Linked DNA regions of Ovis aries: region 2 is linked to region 1. Evidence: chromatin contacts called from public Hi-C data. All regions are on one chromosome and are shown on one strand. Each heading gives the region's core, a stretch centred on a gene start, on an enhancer-like site or on the middle of the called end of the contact. The rest is flanking DNA. Distances are from core to core; before and after follow the strand shown. Region 1 holds the start of ACO1 (aconitase 1). Region 2 overlaps RIGI (RNA sensor RIG-I).

Region 1 (7,836 bases), core at 2,974-5,473:
TGGAGAATCCCCATAGACAAATGAGCCTGGCGGGCTATAGTCCATGGGGTCACAGTCGGACACGACTGAGTAATTAAGCACAAGCAGCACAGGAGAAAGGGAGAAAGGAAAACCTTGTTTTACTTGAATATTACAAAGATGATGATCTGGCTAAGGAGACTGAAATAAGCTTGCTGTTTGCAAAGGGTCATAAGAGAGGCCAGAGGAAAGAGACAGCTGTGACTAGGGGAGGTGAGAAAGCCTTAACAGAGCAGAACTGGGAGACAGGAAGAAGAAAGGCCAAGAGGCAAGCAAACGCAGAGGCAGAGAAGCGGGACCACATAGCAAGTGTGTGAAACCCACTCTAGGGGTTCAGTCATGCTGACTGCAGGGCACAAGACTTTAAGATTTTGCTACAGCAGTCAGCACATGCTTGATACTAAAAAGACACAACAAAGAATACTTTTTTCATTAGTTTATACAGTTGAACATAAAGATGTTAATGTTCATAACTGCTGAAGCTGGGGATTTATAGTCTCCATTTCTTTGTATGTCTGAAGTTTTCCATTAAAAAAAGGCCAGTGAGTCTGGGGAGGTAGTCAGCTGATGGCTTCTCGGGTGATGGTGCAAATCCAATAAGAACTGTCTAACCTCTGGGTCACTTGGAAGGAGAGGGCAGGGCTGATTGGAAGGAGAGATTGGAGCTGATCTTACAGGGGGAAGTAGACACCACACAATGTGACTGAGGGCTGTTTTTGTTTCCCCCCTGAGTCGCTTTCCACACACTTCTTTCTCCACTTCCCACTGGGAGGAAGGGAGTAGCAAGGGTCTGCTACTGGCCAGGTTGTATGGTCCATCTAAGCAAAACGAAGGCAATTATGTTGTCCTCTGTATACAAGTAACTGTAGAGGCTATTTCTGGTCACATCAAGTTTAATACTTGTTTAGTGGTTGCTAGCAACTATTAATCAGAGGAGGCAATGGCACCCCACTCCAGTGCCATTCTTGCCTGGAGAATCCCAGGGACTGGGGAGCCTGGTTGGCTGCCGTCTATGGGGTCGCACAGAGTTGGACACGACTGAAGCGACTTAGCAGCAGCAGCAGCAACTATTAATAAGCAAAGTGAAGATAAATAAAAATCTACTGTACCCTACCACCAAGAGAAAACCACTTGGCATGTGGGCATATCCTTTGCCCCACTTGGTGCGTGGGCACATCAGAACGTACATGAACATGCTTTCTCTTCTCGTAACTTTCTCACAGAGAAACAGTCTTGGGTATCACATTTTTAAAATTTTAAAACTGTACTTTATGACATTTCATGAAATAGCACTTTACAACAGCAGTTTAAGGGGGGTATGATGATCCACTGAAGAACAGTCTGATCTGGTGGCTTCTAACCTTACATCAAACTATACTGTTCAAGAATGTTTTGATCTCAGAGGGCTCTCTCCTAGTATCATTTTGACTTAATATATATATACTAGTATCACAGATACTAGTTTAGAAATGTGATGTAATAAAGTAATTTGTTTTCTTGGGAGAGAGGGAGTAGTGGTAACATTCTTATCAGAGAAATACTCCTATCTTCTTTGAAAAAGTGTATGTTGTTGGGATTTCAGTTTTTGTTTTCAGATTGTAAAAGCAATACAGGAATGCTGCTAAACAGGTGGTCATATGGTATCATAAAGAGTAACAAGGAGAAGGTTCCTGCCTTTTTTCTGACTCCATTGCCCAGAACTGACTGTTAATGGTTTGGGATGTCTGTCTTCCAAACATTTATAAGGCCATGGTGTGTGTATGTGTGTCCAGTTGCTAAGTCGTGTCTGATTCTTTGCAACCCCATGGACTGTACCCTGTCAGGTTCTCCTGTCCGTGGGATTTTCCAGGCAGAAATACTGGTGTGGGTTGCCATTTCCTTCTCCAGAGGTCTTCCCGACCTAGCGATAGAACCCTCATCTCCTATATTGGCAGGCAGATTCTTTACTGCTAAGCCACAATGGTGCTCTTATAAGGCTATATATGTACCTAATTTCTATCTGGAACTTGTGCTGACAGAGCAAGAAGCCAAGGAAGAAATCCAATGAGGGGTCCCCACCTACCACACAGCAGCCTGCAGGACACTGGGGTCTGGCAGAGGCTGAGGAAGGGCCACCCACAGGGACAAACACCCCCCAACCCCGAAAGTGGAAAGGGAAAGAGCACCAAGACTGGGAATCATATTCCAATAAATGCAAGGTTGCACAACCACACACAGAAGTGATCATGGAGGAAAGGGAGGCAATAACATGCCTCCCTGTTCTCTTCGAAATCACTTCCGACCCACTTGGAAGCTCTTGAACAAACTCCTCCACACTTGGCACCGGCTCCCTATGGGCATGTCTCTGAACCCATAGGTCCTGTGTGCCACATCCCCACTACAATCTGAAGGCATACATAGGCCACCTCTGCAGGCACAGAAATAACCTAAGGCATCTGAGAGCCTTGCCAGTTTTCAGGAGGCGTGCAGGGCTCATTATCTTTTACGTGGGGACACAGTACTTGGGTTTCCAGAGTGAGGTCAGCTTGGTTGCAGCTACCAGAGGTTAACCATCCTTCCTTGGGGTGATCCGTGTTCCCATTCAGAGGAAGGATCACAAACAAGAAGCGGGATCAATGACTTGAGCCCCTGAAGCATTTCCTACTCCAGTGGTTCTCAAAGTGTGGTGCAGAGGACTCTAGGGATTCACAAAGTCAAAACCACTTTCATAATAATACCAAGATGCTATTTGATGCTTTTACTCACACACATTCAGGAGTACACAGTGGAGTTTTCCAGAGGCGATATGACATGTAATACCGCAACAGACAGTGCAGAAGCACGATATAAGAACCCTAGCTGCCACTTATTAAAACTGATAGGAGATTTGCAAAAATATAATACAATGATACTCTGGTCAGTAACATTCTATTTTGAAAGGTATGGTTATTTTCATAAACACATATCAACATATAATGCATGCATGTCTGTGTGCTCAGTCATATCAGACTCTTTGCTACCCCCATAGACTGTAGCCCATCAGGCTCCTAAGTCCACGGGATTCTCCAGGCAAGGATACTGGAGTGGGTTGCCATTTTCATATCCAGGGGATATTCCCAACCCAGGGATCAAACCCACATCTCTTATGTCTCCTGCACTGGCAGGTGGATTCTTTACCACTATTTTTAAATGAGATACTAAATATATTGAAAAATTCTGTTTTAGTTATACATGATAAATATTGAGACACATAACCCACATAAAAGCTCCTTAATATACTAATTTTTAAGAGTGTATAGGGGAGTTTGAGAACTGCTGAGAGGCTGTTTCCGACTCTCTGCCCCCGTTCCCGCAACACACACACACACACACACACACACACACACTCACTCACTCACTCACTCCTCCCTGGGTCTGTGAGTCTTTAGGATGGACTCTGTCCCCACTGCTGAGAGGCTGTTTCCGACTCTCTGCCCCCATCCCCGCAACACACACACACACACACACACACACACACACACACACACAGACACACACAGACACACTCACTCACTCCTCCCTAGGTCTGTGAATCTTCAGGATGGACTGTGTCCCCACCCCTTCCACCGAGGGTCTCTTCCCTCCTCACTCCATTTCCCCCTTACCACCTGGTGTGGACTCCCCGATCTGTCGGAACCCCAGTGGGAAATGTCCCTCCCTCGCCACCCCCAGCTCGACGAGGACTCCCCGGCGAAGCCCGCACACCCTCCTTGGGGGCAGGACTCCCCGCTTCAGTGTGCCGGGACAAGTCGCAGCGTGGATTCTCCCGGCGGCCCCCACAGCCTCGCCGACTCCCGGCTGAGGCCCGCACAAGCTCGGCGCGGACTCTCCCGGCGGCCGGCACAGCCCGGGCGAAGGAGGCCGAGGAGAGCCATTTCCAGTCCCGCCCCGGTCCTCGGCGCGGCACGGGCTGGGAACAGGGCGGAGGGGTCAGTCCCCAGGAACTAGTCCCGATTCTCCCGGCTGCCTTCCCGCTCCCCCGGGCGGCCCGGCGCGCCGCAGCCCGGCTCGGGGAGGCGGCCCGGGGTTCCGCCGACCCGCATTTCCCCCGCCGGGGCAGGGCGGCCGGCGCTCGGGCCCGGGGACCCGGGTTGGGCCGCGTCGTACTCACCGCGGGGCGCACGGCGGACTCCGACTGGCGCGGGGAACCAGGCTGGGGGCGCTCTCCCGGGCTGAGTCCAGCCGCTGGCGCCGCTCCGCCCCCTGTCGCCGCAGGGCCGCCAGCCGAGGGGCGGGGCCGGGCCGGGGCCGGGCCGGGGCCGGCGAGTGGGGCGGGGCCTGCGGGCGGGGCGGGGCTTGCGGGCGGGGCGGGGCTTGCGGGCGCGGAGACCTCGCCCGGGAGGGAGCGGGGTAGCTGGGGGTCAGCGGCAGGAAGCCGCCTCAGGACAGGATCCTCCCATGCTGGCCCAGGCCGGGGACACGCTCACTCTTGGGCGTGGAGTGTGACTGCCCAGCTCGCAGGGAAGGAGCTGAAGGGGCAGGTGAGAAATGCAGCTTTTAAAAATGATTTGACCGTCACTGTGGAGGCTTCCCTGTCCGACACCCCGGTACGTGGTCACCTCCCCTCTCTCCCCTTTGCCCCCACCCCGCCCCCATCTTAGCGCCTGGCAAAGCGAGCCGAGTGACTGCCAGGACTTCAGAGTTTCCATGGTTATGGAGTGCAAAGTTTCAGTGTTGTTGTTTTTTTATGTCTAGCAACGCTTCCTAATGCAGGCTGTTCACCTGTCAGAAGTCAGAGAAATGACTGAGTTGACTCAGCAGGCCTTCCTCACTGCGCCTAGTTTCTATAGGTTGGTTGGCGTCGCGCCTGCTCAGGCAAATTTGACTGATTAGATCTTTCTAGAGAAAAGGTGAGGGTTTTGCCCAACTTATATAAAGAGTGATTGTAGTTTTCTATCTTGAGTATATGGATATACGGCTTATAGAAAGAAGGAGTAGTGGCTATCCCCATAGGGGCCAACCTGTGTAACGTAGCGTTTTTAGCTTCCCAGGTGAGGCTAGCGGTAAAGAACCCGCCTGCCAATGCAGGAGACATAAGAAAAACGGGTTCATAACCCTGGGTTGGGAAGATCCCCTGGAGAAGGAGGAAATGACAACCCACTCCAGTATTCTTGCCTGGAGAATCCCATGGACAGAGGAACCTGGCGAGTTACAGTCCATGGGGTTGCAAAGAGTCGGGCACTGCTGAGCAACTAACACGGCTGCTACTATATTCAAGTTTGAAGAAGGACATATTTACTGTGTAGTAAACATTGCTTCCCAGGTGGCTCAGTGGTAAAGAATCCACCTGCCAGTGCAGATGGAGGCATGAGTTGAATGCCTGGGTCAGGAATATCCCCTGGAGGAGGAAATGGCAGAATCCCCATGGACAAAGCAGCCTGGCGGGCTGTAGTTCATGGGGTCGCAAAGAATTGGACATGACTAACTGAGCGCACACACACACATAACAAGCATTATATTTTTACTGTATGGGAGAAGACTTTCTTCCTACCCACTTTCTAAACTGTTACCATTCACATCCATTGAACAAACTTCCCTTGAGTGGACTGGGGTCCCCTTAGAGAGTATGTGCAGAAGGCTGAGGGGTAGGGAGAAAAGACATCCAGCTAAATTTTGATTCTTAACCAAGGCAGCCCTTCACAAAGCAAAATTTCTTAATGTTTAATGGTAACATACATGTAATAGGAGAGCTGATAATCCTTGATAGGAAATAATTAAATCAGAACTATAAAAGGAATTGAGATTTATTAGTAAACGCTCTGGCCAAAACAGTGAAGGAAAAAGTTCTCGCGTCACCCTACTCTTTTGCTCTTGGGCCTGTCACCAGGAATGTGTGGATTGCAAAACCCAGTGACCTCTCTTCTGTTCTTGCCCTTGCTGACTGCTCTGTGGTATTTGATACTGGTAATAGGTCTTTCCTTGAAATTTTAACCTCCTTTTGGCTTTAGAGGCTTCTACTCTCATGATTCACCTCTTCTTAATTTGGCCCCTCTTTCTTAGGCTCTTTCAGTGCACTTTTTCTCTTCTCACTTTACATGTAACTCCATACACTGATGAAGTCTTCGTCATCTATTTTCTCTCTATGCAAACTTCCAGCTAAAGTCTGCTCTGTCTCCATCATTGACCTTAACCTTCTTCAGATCTCCACACTCTTTTAACAGCAGCTATTTGTGGAGCATTAGCACTTGAGTAGGAGAAGGCAATGGCAACCCACTCCAGTACTCTTGCCTGGAAAATCCCATGGATGGAGGAGCCTGGTGGGCTGCAGTCTATGGGGTCGCGAAGAGTTGGACACGACTGAGCGACTTCACTTTTCACTTTCATGCATTGGAGAAGGAAATGGCAACCCACTCCAGTGTTCTTGCCTGGAGAATCCCAGGGATGGCGGAGCCTGGTGGGCTGCTGTCTATGGGGTCACACAGAGTCGGACACGACTGAAGTGACGCAGCAGCAGTAGCAGCAGCAGCAGCAGCAGCAGCAGCAGCAGCAGCAGCAGCAGCAGGACTTTGCTGGTGATCCAGTGGTTGAGAGTCTGCCTGCCAGTACAGAGGATATGGGTTTGATCTCTGGTCTGGGAAGACCCCATGTGCTGCAGGACAGCTGGGCCCAGGTGCCTCAGCTACTGAGGTCATGCTCTAGCACCCATGCTCTGCAAAAGAGAAGCCACCGCAATGAGATGCCTATGCATTGCCACTAGAGAGTAACCCCTGCTCATCACAATTAGAGAAACCCTCACGCAGCAACGAAGACCCTGCACAGCCAATAAACGAATTTCAAAAGTATATAATTATTTAAATGAAATCATTGGATACTCTGAGGTTATAAGTTACTAGTTCTTTGCAGACAAGAAGAGGAGCTTAAATGTTCCAGGAGGGAACTTTGGTCTGTTCCTATATGGTCTAAAATTCTTTATTCATTTATTTTCAGGCCTGTGTCTCCCTGTTTGACAGTCCAGAGTTCCCTGCTACAGCTCTGTAATTTAGGTGCACTCAGGTAAAGATGCTCTCCATCCTGGGGATGGAGGTGTTAGAAATCATATCACAGTCATATTACTGTTCTGACTCTGCTGCTACTGACTTATTTAATATTTTTTTCTGGATAATGATCTGTAGTAAGTCTTTCATTGCTGAACATATTGTTGTTATTGTTCAGTTGCTCAGTTTTGTCTGATTCTTTGTGACCCCATGGACTGCAGCACCCCAGGCTTCTTGGTCCTTCACTGTCTCTCAGAGTTTGCTCAAACTCATGTCCATTGAGTCAGTGATGCCATCCAGCCATCTCACCTTCTGTCATCCCCTTCTCCTCCTGCCTTCAATCTCTTCTAGCATCAGGGTCTGTTCCACTGAGTCAGTTCTTCGCATCAGGTGGCCAAAGTATTGGAGCTTCAGCTTCAGCTTCAGCATCAGTCCTTCCAATGAATATTCAGTACTGATTTCTTTTAGGATTGACTGATTTGATCTCCTTGCAGTCCAAGGGATTCCGAAGAGTCTTCTCCAACACCACAGTTCGAAAGCATCAATTATTCGGTGCTCAGCCTTCTTTATGGTCCAACACTCACATCAACACATGACTACTAGAACAATCATAGCTTTGACTATATGGATATGTGTCGGCAAAGTGATGCCTCTGCTTTCTAATACGCTGTCTAGGTTTGTCATAGCTTTTCTTCCAAGGAGCAGGCATCTTTTAATTTCATGTCTGGACATATACTTGATATTTATGTTGTACCTACTTGTATTGTAAATGCGCATGAAGTCCAGAAGAGATTCTTGCATTCAGGGACTGTGGCAGGTAGAGAAC
Region 2 (7,747 bases), core at 2,457-4,956, 76 kb before region 1:
GAAAGCTGAGCTCCGAAGAATTGATGTTTTTGAACTGTGGTGTTGGAGAAGACTCTTGAGAGTCTCTTGGACTGCAAGGAGATCCAACCAGTCGATCCTAAAGGAGATGAGTCCTGGGTGTTCACTGGAAGATCTGATGTTGAGGCTGAAACTCCAATACTTGGCCACCTCATGCGAAGAGCTGACTCATTTGAAAAGACCCTGATGCTGGGACAGATTGAGAGCAGGAGGAGAAGGAGATGACAGAGGATGAGATGGTTGGATGGCATCACTGACTCAATGGACATGAGTTTTGGTAGGCTCCGAGAGTTGATGTTGGACAGGGAGGCCCGGCGTGCTGCAGCTCATGGGGTCGCAGAGTCGGACACGACTGAGCGACTGAACTGAACTGGACATTGGATCTGAGCACCTGGGCCCTTTATATCAAAAAACTTTGCACAAGTGAGGGAAGAAGTTCAGAGTGCATTAAGGCAGCCCTTGAGTGGGGGAAGGGAGCGTGTGCACTCTCTTCTCCACACCCACAGCTGCCTTGTCCATTACCTCCGTGTGGCTGACTTCCCCAGAGCACTGTGGCCCTCGGGGACCTCTGGTTATTCTGCAGCCATCTAGCTGAACCTGTAGATGGCCCAGAACCCTCCAGAAACTTATTTCCATGATGGAAGCCTCAGGATCTGATTGGACTTCATTCTAGAGCAATAAAGTATAAAGGATATTTTTCATAGTTCTAGTTGTGGAGGGTCATTTGAAATCAAAATGAAGAAGCCTACTTTCCTTTCTTAGGAGTAGAGGATAAGATTCAGGGTAAAAGAAAGTTCATTTTGGCTACAGAATTTCCAACCTGATCTCTGCCCACGACTGCATACAATCAGGTATTCATAGTTTCGCTTTTCTCACCTCAGTGTAGGGAGTTACGCTGCTTCCCAACCACAGGTGGGCGAAGGGGAGACCGTGTCCTCTAGACTTAACTTGTGACTTTGGTTAAACCTCTTTATCCAGTTACTCAGTTTTACTTAGTTTTCAGTATAGAAGTAAGAGTTTTAATTTTTAGGATTTATATTTATTGCCTTTAGTGACATTTAAAATATTTGAGATTATTACAATGGAAACAGTGAAAGACTTTATTTTGGGGGGCTCCAAAATCATTGCAGATGGTGACTGCAGCCATGAAATGAAAAGATGCTTGCTCCTTGAAAGAAAAGATATGACCAACCTAGACAGCATATTAAAAAACAGAGACATTACTTTACTAACAAAGGTTCATCTAGTCAAGGCTATGGTTTTTCCAGTAGTCATGTATGGGTGTGAGAGTTGGACTGTGAAGAGAGCTGAGTGTTGAAGAACGGATGATTTTGAACTGTGGTGTTGGAGAAGACACTTGAGAGTCCCTTGGACTGCAAGGAGATCAAACCAGTCTATTCTAAAGGAGATCAGTCCTGAATATTCATTGGAAGGACTGATGGCTGAAGCTGAAACGCCAGTACTTTGGCCACGTGATGCGTAGAACCGACTCATTTGAAAAGACCCTGCTGCTGGGAAAGATTGAAGGCGGGAGGAGAAGGGGACAACAGAGGATGAGATGGTTGGATGGCATCACCGATGCGATGGACATGAGTTTAAGCAGGCTCCAGCAGTTGGTGATGGAGAGGGAAGCCTGGCATGCTGCAGTCCATGGGGTTGCAAAGAGTCGGACACGACTGAGTGACTGAACTGAACTGAACTATTTAATTGCATTTTAGTATATGTAGGTGATTTTTTTTAATTGGATGCCCAAAGGGAAAGTTTATATTTGTACCTTTTTCCCGTCACATTCCCCCCACCCTGGGCCTACCTTAAGTAATGATCAGAACCATGTCTGAGAAATTAAAATTCCTCATAGGGAAATGTATATCATGTAACCCAGGAATTTCGTTTCTAGAAATTTACCCAGAGGAAATAACGAGGCAAATGCACACATCATGCAGCAGTTTTATAACAGTGAAGATGTGAATTGGAAATCGGGCACATTACGCTTCCTTTATTCTTACAAAGACAATGAAGATAGTTACAGGTGGGATGGAGTAGAGTGGGGAATCAGGGGAGAGGAAATCATATTTTGATTGCTTTCCTGGCCTATATTCCAGGCCTAAATTTTTAAATATAAATCAAGCTTTATTTGAGTTTGAAGTGCTTTAGAGATCCATGGCTTCTCAATGGGTGATCAGTAACCAGTACAAGGTATACGGGGCTGGGACATTTCCGCTCACAGTGACAATAACTGACTCATCCGTGCAGAACATGGGCTCTCCACCAAGCCCTGCAAATGCTTATTTATATCAACGGGTCTCGCAGCGATCCATGTGGTTGAGCCTCTCATGAAGTCACGCTCTGGGAGGGAAACTGAGGCATGAAAATTTTCAGTGTCAGTAGATCACACAGCTAGGTCGGGGTAGAGCTGGCAGAGTCCATCTGGCTAAACTCTGCATCTGTTGTCCTGACCAGAACTGTTTGAAGCATAAATCAGTTCAGTTCAGTTCAGTCGCTTAGTCGTGTCCAATTCTTTGCAACCCCATGAACAGCAGCACGCCAGGCCTCCCTGTCCATCACCAACTCCTGGAGTTCACCCAAACTCATGTCCATCGTGTTGGTGATGCCATCCAGCCATCTCATCCTCTGTCGTCCCCTTCTCCTCCTGCCCCCAATCCCTCCCAGCATCAGGGTCTTTTCAAATGAGTCAGCTCTTTGCATGAAGTGGCCAAAGTATTGGAGTTTCAGCTTCAACATCAGTCCTTCCAGTGAACACCCAGGACTCATCTCCTTTAGGATGGACTGGTTGGATCTCCTTGCAGTCCAAGGGACTCTCAAGAGTCTTCTCCAACACCACTAGGACAACTAAAAAAATTTTACTGAGTAATAGAAGGTAAATTAAGACAAAAGAAACCCTGGGACTACCCCGGTGGTCCAGTGGCTAAGGCTCCAAGCTCCCAATGCAGGGAGCCCACATTCAATCCTTGGTCAGGGAACTAGATCCCACATGCTGCAACTAATACCGGCTGCTGCTGCTAAGTCGCTTCAGTCGTGTCCGACTCTGTGCGACCCCAGAGACGGCAGCCCACCAGGCTCCCCCGTCCCTGGGATTCTTCAGGCAAGAACACTGGAGTGGGTTTCCATTTGCATGAAAATGAAAAGTGAAAGTGAAGTCGCTCAGTTGTGCCCGACTCTTAGTGACCCCATGGATTGCAGGCTACCAGGCTCCTCCGTCCATGGGATTTTCCAGGCAAGAGCACTGGAGTGGGGTGCCATTGCCTTCTCCGACGTACCGGCACAGCCAAGTAAAAAACTTTTGAAAAAGAAAGAAAAGAAACAGCATTTTCTTGAATGGCTGACTATTTTAAAGCTGTGCCTTCACTGCAAATCCAGTTGTGCATTTATCATAGCCCACAATCAAAATAGAAATGAGGCTTTAGCTTTGTAAAATAGCTCCAGAGTTTATATAGACACATGCATGAATGAAAATAGCGATGGCATTTCTGAAAAAATAACTCACGAATAGATAATGCCCTACCCAGTACTGAAGTACAAATCACCATCATTAACATTTTCATGGTTCTTGGCAAAATACTAGCCTAACAGACCAAGACGAATACAAGGAGCATTAAAGCTATGCCAGGCAGTCCTGATCAATTATTAACTCATGTTACCTCCCAACAACCTATGAAGTAAATGCTGTGACTGTTCCCATTTTATATTTGAGGCGCTTGCCCAGAATGACACGGCTGTAAGTGGTAGGAACAGGGCTACACCTAAGCTGTCTGGTTCCACCTGGAACATTGGATAAAACAGAGGCAGCCCCACAGACCAGTGGGGCAGAGCAGACCCTTCCACAGCCAGCTCTGCTCTGTAATCACCATGCTCTTTCTTCCTTGATGTTTGAGGTTTCAGGGCTTCTTCTTCTGTCACGTTCTTCTCTTTAGAGAACTTCTTTTTGCTCTTCTTTTAGGGAAGGGAACGTCTGCTGGTGCACAAATTCTTAAAATAATTTGTTTTGCTTCACCTGAGAATGTCTTGATTTCCTCTTTATTTCTAAGTATATATTGCTGCGAATATAGGCATTTGGATTGACAGGGTTTTCTTTTAGCATTTGAAAAATATTGTGCCACTTTTGTCTGCTGTCCACATTCTCTGGTGAGAAATCTGGTGTCATTCAGATGGTTTTTCCCTTGTAGGTAAGGTGCCATTTTTTTTTTTTTTTTTTTCTGGTTGCTCTCAAGATTTTTTTCCTGTGTGTTTAGAGAACAGACTTGTGTTTGCCAGGGAGGAGTGGATCGGGGAGGGAAGCTTGGGATCAGCGAATTAAATGTAAACTGTTATATGTAATAGTTTACACAACAATAGGATAAACAAGAAGGTCCTACTGGATAGCACAGCGAACATATTTAATATCCTGTGATAAACCATACTAGAAAAAAATGTGTCTATATGTGTGTAGCTGAGTCACTGTGCTATACAGCAGAGATTGGCATAACATTGTAAATCAACTACACTTCAATTGAAAAAATATTTTAAAAGACAATATAAATCAAATGATCTGGACTTCCCATAGGATAAATCTCTTAAAGGTGAAATTACCATCTAAAAACCATGTAAATCCAGAAATAGATAAATAAATGAAGGTAAGGGGCAAACCATACATACACACCGAAGTTTTTTCCTGTGTCTTTAGTTTCCGGAAGTTTAACTACAATGTGTCTTGGTGTGGTTTCTTTGCATTTATCCTGTTTGGATTTGTCCAGCATCTTCTGTCTGTAGGGTTCTGTTATGCAAAATTTGGGAAATGTTTAGTCATTGTTTCTTTGAGTACTTTTTAAGCTCTGCTCTTTCCCCTCTCCTGTCATAACTGTTAGATCTTTTTAAAGTAGTCCTAAAGTTAGCTGAGGCTCTGCTCATTTGTTAATTTTTTTCTGTTTGCTTTCTGTTGTTTAGATTGGGTCATTCCTGTTGTTCTGTCTTCCAGTTCACGGATTCTTTCCTTTGTCCTCTCTGTTCTGCTATTGAGCCCATCCACCAAACTTTTTGTTTTGGTTATTGTATCTTTTAGTTCCAAAATTTCCATTCTGTTCTTCTTTATACCTTCCATTTCTTTGTTGAGCCTCTAAGTTTGTTTGCTTCAGGAGTGTTTATGATGACCCATTGAAGCATTTTTATTATAGCTAGTTTAAAGGTTTTGTCAGATGATTCTCAAATCTCTGTCATCTCAGTGTTAACATCAACTGGTTGTCTTTTATTTTCCATTCAAATTGAGATCTTTCTGGTCTTTGGTATAAAGAGTGATTTTTAAATCAAAACCCAGAGGTTTTCATACCAGATGATGAAATTTGGGACCTTCACCTTCCGTGTTAGCTGGCTGCTTCTGATACTGTTCTGGCAGGGGAGGTAGGTGACCCTGTTTCATAACTGCCAGGTGAGGGTAGAAGTCGAGGTTTCCTACTCAGCTTCTGTTGATGTCAGCAAGGGGAGGCTCCTTGTTACTTCCGCTTGGGGATGGACGTTCTGGACCCCAGCGTGATCTCTATGGATTCTGCAGACAAGGGGGCTACCGTGTGGCATTCTCTGACACCACCAGGGGGGAGTGTTGAGATGCTTCGTATCAGCCCTAAGAAGTGGAATTCTAGGTTCCTCCCCACTAGATTCAGGGTTTCTTGGTTCTTTTTTTTTTTTTTGGTCACTGTTGTTGATTTCTCTCTGTGGAACAGCTAGTGTCTAAAAGTTTTCTGTCTCGCTAGTTGCCCCTGTCTTCATCCTTTGGCTAGAGAGACAGGCTTTTGTTCAGACTTTCTGTGTGTGCCGAGAGGTATTTCTGGTTGCCAGCTTCTTCGGCCCCATGTCTGGGATATATACACAAGGCGAAAAAAGACAAACCCCAGGGATCTCACTCACATGTGGTTTCTAGGGCCCCATGGTTCCTAGCTGGTCTGCCTTCTTCTCTTGGTCCTTCAGAATCTTATGTTTATTTTATATATAATGTTTCAGTGTTTTTAGTTGTACTTAGCCAAGGCCTAAATTTTGAGGTAGAATGTAGTCATCCTAGACATTTAACTTTAATGTAATTCAACAATATTCTTTGTGGTTTGGAAGGGAAGAGAGAAAAAAGATTTTAGGTGGTGGGGGACTCTTCTGCCTGCTGTTCTATTCAATAGGTTTATACCTTGGGAGTGGGTATTTTATTCCTAAAACAGTCAATGCATATCATATGTCTATTTGTGAAGGATTTTAAAAGTTTTACCAACTACTAATGTAGAAAGCATGGTTTGCATGACTATTTTATGGACATCTTTCATGCTTTTATGGATCTTTGATGAAGATATGGAAAGACTAATTGGAGAGGCCACAGTTAAACACTGACTAACAAAGAATTAGGAGAATCAAAATTATCTGTGGGATTTTTATAAACAAAACCAGGTACTGTATGTTCATAGAAGTTGTATAGGAATAAATTATAATGTATGGGGTGTGTGTGTGTGTGTGTGTGTGTGTGTGTGTGTATGTATTAATTATACCGAGAGTACAAATTTAAAGGTTTTTTGGTCTGCTTTTTTGCACTTAGATTCACCAGATACAGGTTCAAGAAAAATTAATCAGGGATAATCAAGGAAAAGTAAAACCTGTTGTTGATAAGAACAATAAAAAACTGCTCTGCGGAAAGTGCAAAACCTTTGCATGTTACACAGCTGATATAAGAGTGGTGGAGGTAAGCACGCTTTTCACAAAGAGCACTGGGTCATTTTTTAGCACTCATTAAAGCTTATCTATCAGTGAGAGAATTATAGTAAGAATACTCTTATTTCTTTTGTTATCCTGGCCAAGGTCCACGTATTTTTAAAAGGCTAAAACATTTAAAAGAAACCCTGAATGTTCAACAATAAAGGAATACCTTAAAAGCTGCTGCTTAACTAAATATTGTATAGCCATTACAAATAATTGTTATGCTAAATGCAATGTGGTATTCTGGATTAGATCCTAAAACAGATAAAGGTATTATTAGAAAAAGTAGTAAAATTTATAGCTTAGTAAATAGTAATGTAGCGATATTAATTTCTTAGTTCTGACAAATATGCTATGATATGTAAGATGGAAGTGCTTATTAAGGAAGCTAGGTGAAGGGTATACAGGACAGTCTTTCCAACTTTTCTGTAAATCTGCAGTTACTCCAGAATAAAATTTTTTAAATAAAATTAGGAAGCTTATGTAGTATAAGGAAAAACTTTTTACAAATTAATGGCAAAGTGGAAAAAACCCCAGGATACAAAGTAGTAAATATGCTATGATCAGAGCAGTGTGAAATAATAGCAACGATACCACCATCACCACCACCAGTGAAAACACTTAAGTTTATACCAAAAAAGGCTAGCAGAAGTATACTAAAACATACTAACATTTTGCAGTGAGACAGCATGATTCTTTTCTCTTTCTACTATTTTATGTTTTCTTAAAAAATTTTTTTTTAATTGGAGTACAGTTGTTATACAGTGTTGAGTTTCTGCTGTAGAACAACGTGAATCAGCCACAAGTACACATGTCCCCTCCCTCTTGAGCCTTCCTCCCACACCTATTTTAAGAGAAGTTTTCTAAACTTTCTTTTGGGGATATGGATCACTTTTACAATGGAAGCAAAATCACTTGATTTTAAACACATCTGCAGCTTAGTTTTCTATTTTTTTTTTTCTTAAAACCTTTAGATAAAGGATTAGAAAAGTCTCCAAAGACAAAAATT

What was found. A called contact is a pair of places that touch in the nucleus more often than the background predicts.
Region 2: a Hi-C map of liver shows a contact between it and region 1, with 3 times the contacts expected there. The contact joins the enhancer-like site here to the promoter of ACO1 in region 1. A contact is called at or near these places in 9 of 16 Hi-C or Micro-C datasets (blood, liver, mesenteric adipose tissue and 5 more).

What each region holds. Positions count from the first base shown.
Region 1 is chr2:101,542,484-101,550,319 of ARS-UI_Ramb_v3.0, reverse strand. It overlaps ACO1 (aconitase 1), which reads right to left and starts at 4,223. Exons shown (of 21, transcript XM_015093260.4): 1 at 4,148-4,223.
Region 2 is chr2:101,618,505-101,626,251 of ARS-UI_Ramb_v3.0, reverse strand. RIGI (RNA sensor RIG-I) reads left to right here. Exons shown (of 18, transcript XM_004005323.5): 17 at 6,581-6,724. Among named protein-coding and RNA genes, the nearest start is that of TRNAG-UCC, 24 kb to the right of the region's middle. Within about 2 kb of position 3,706, at least 5 of the 54 cell types and tissues checked have an H3K27ac peak or open chromatin away from gene starts, as enhancers often do. A contact at or near this core is called in liver, where this site is marked.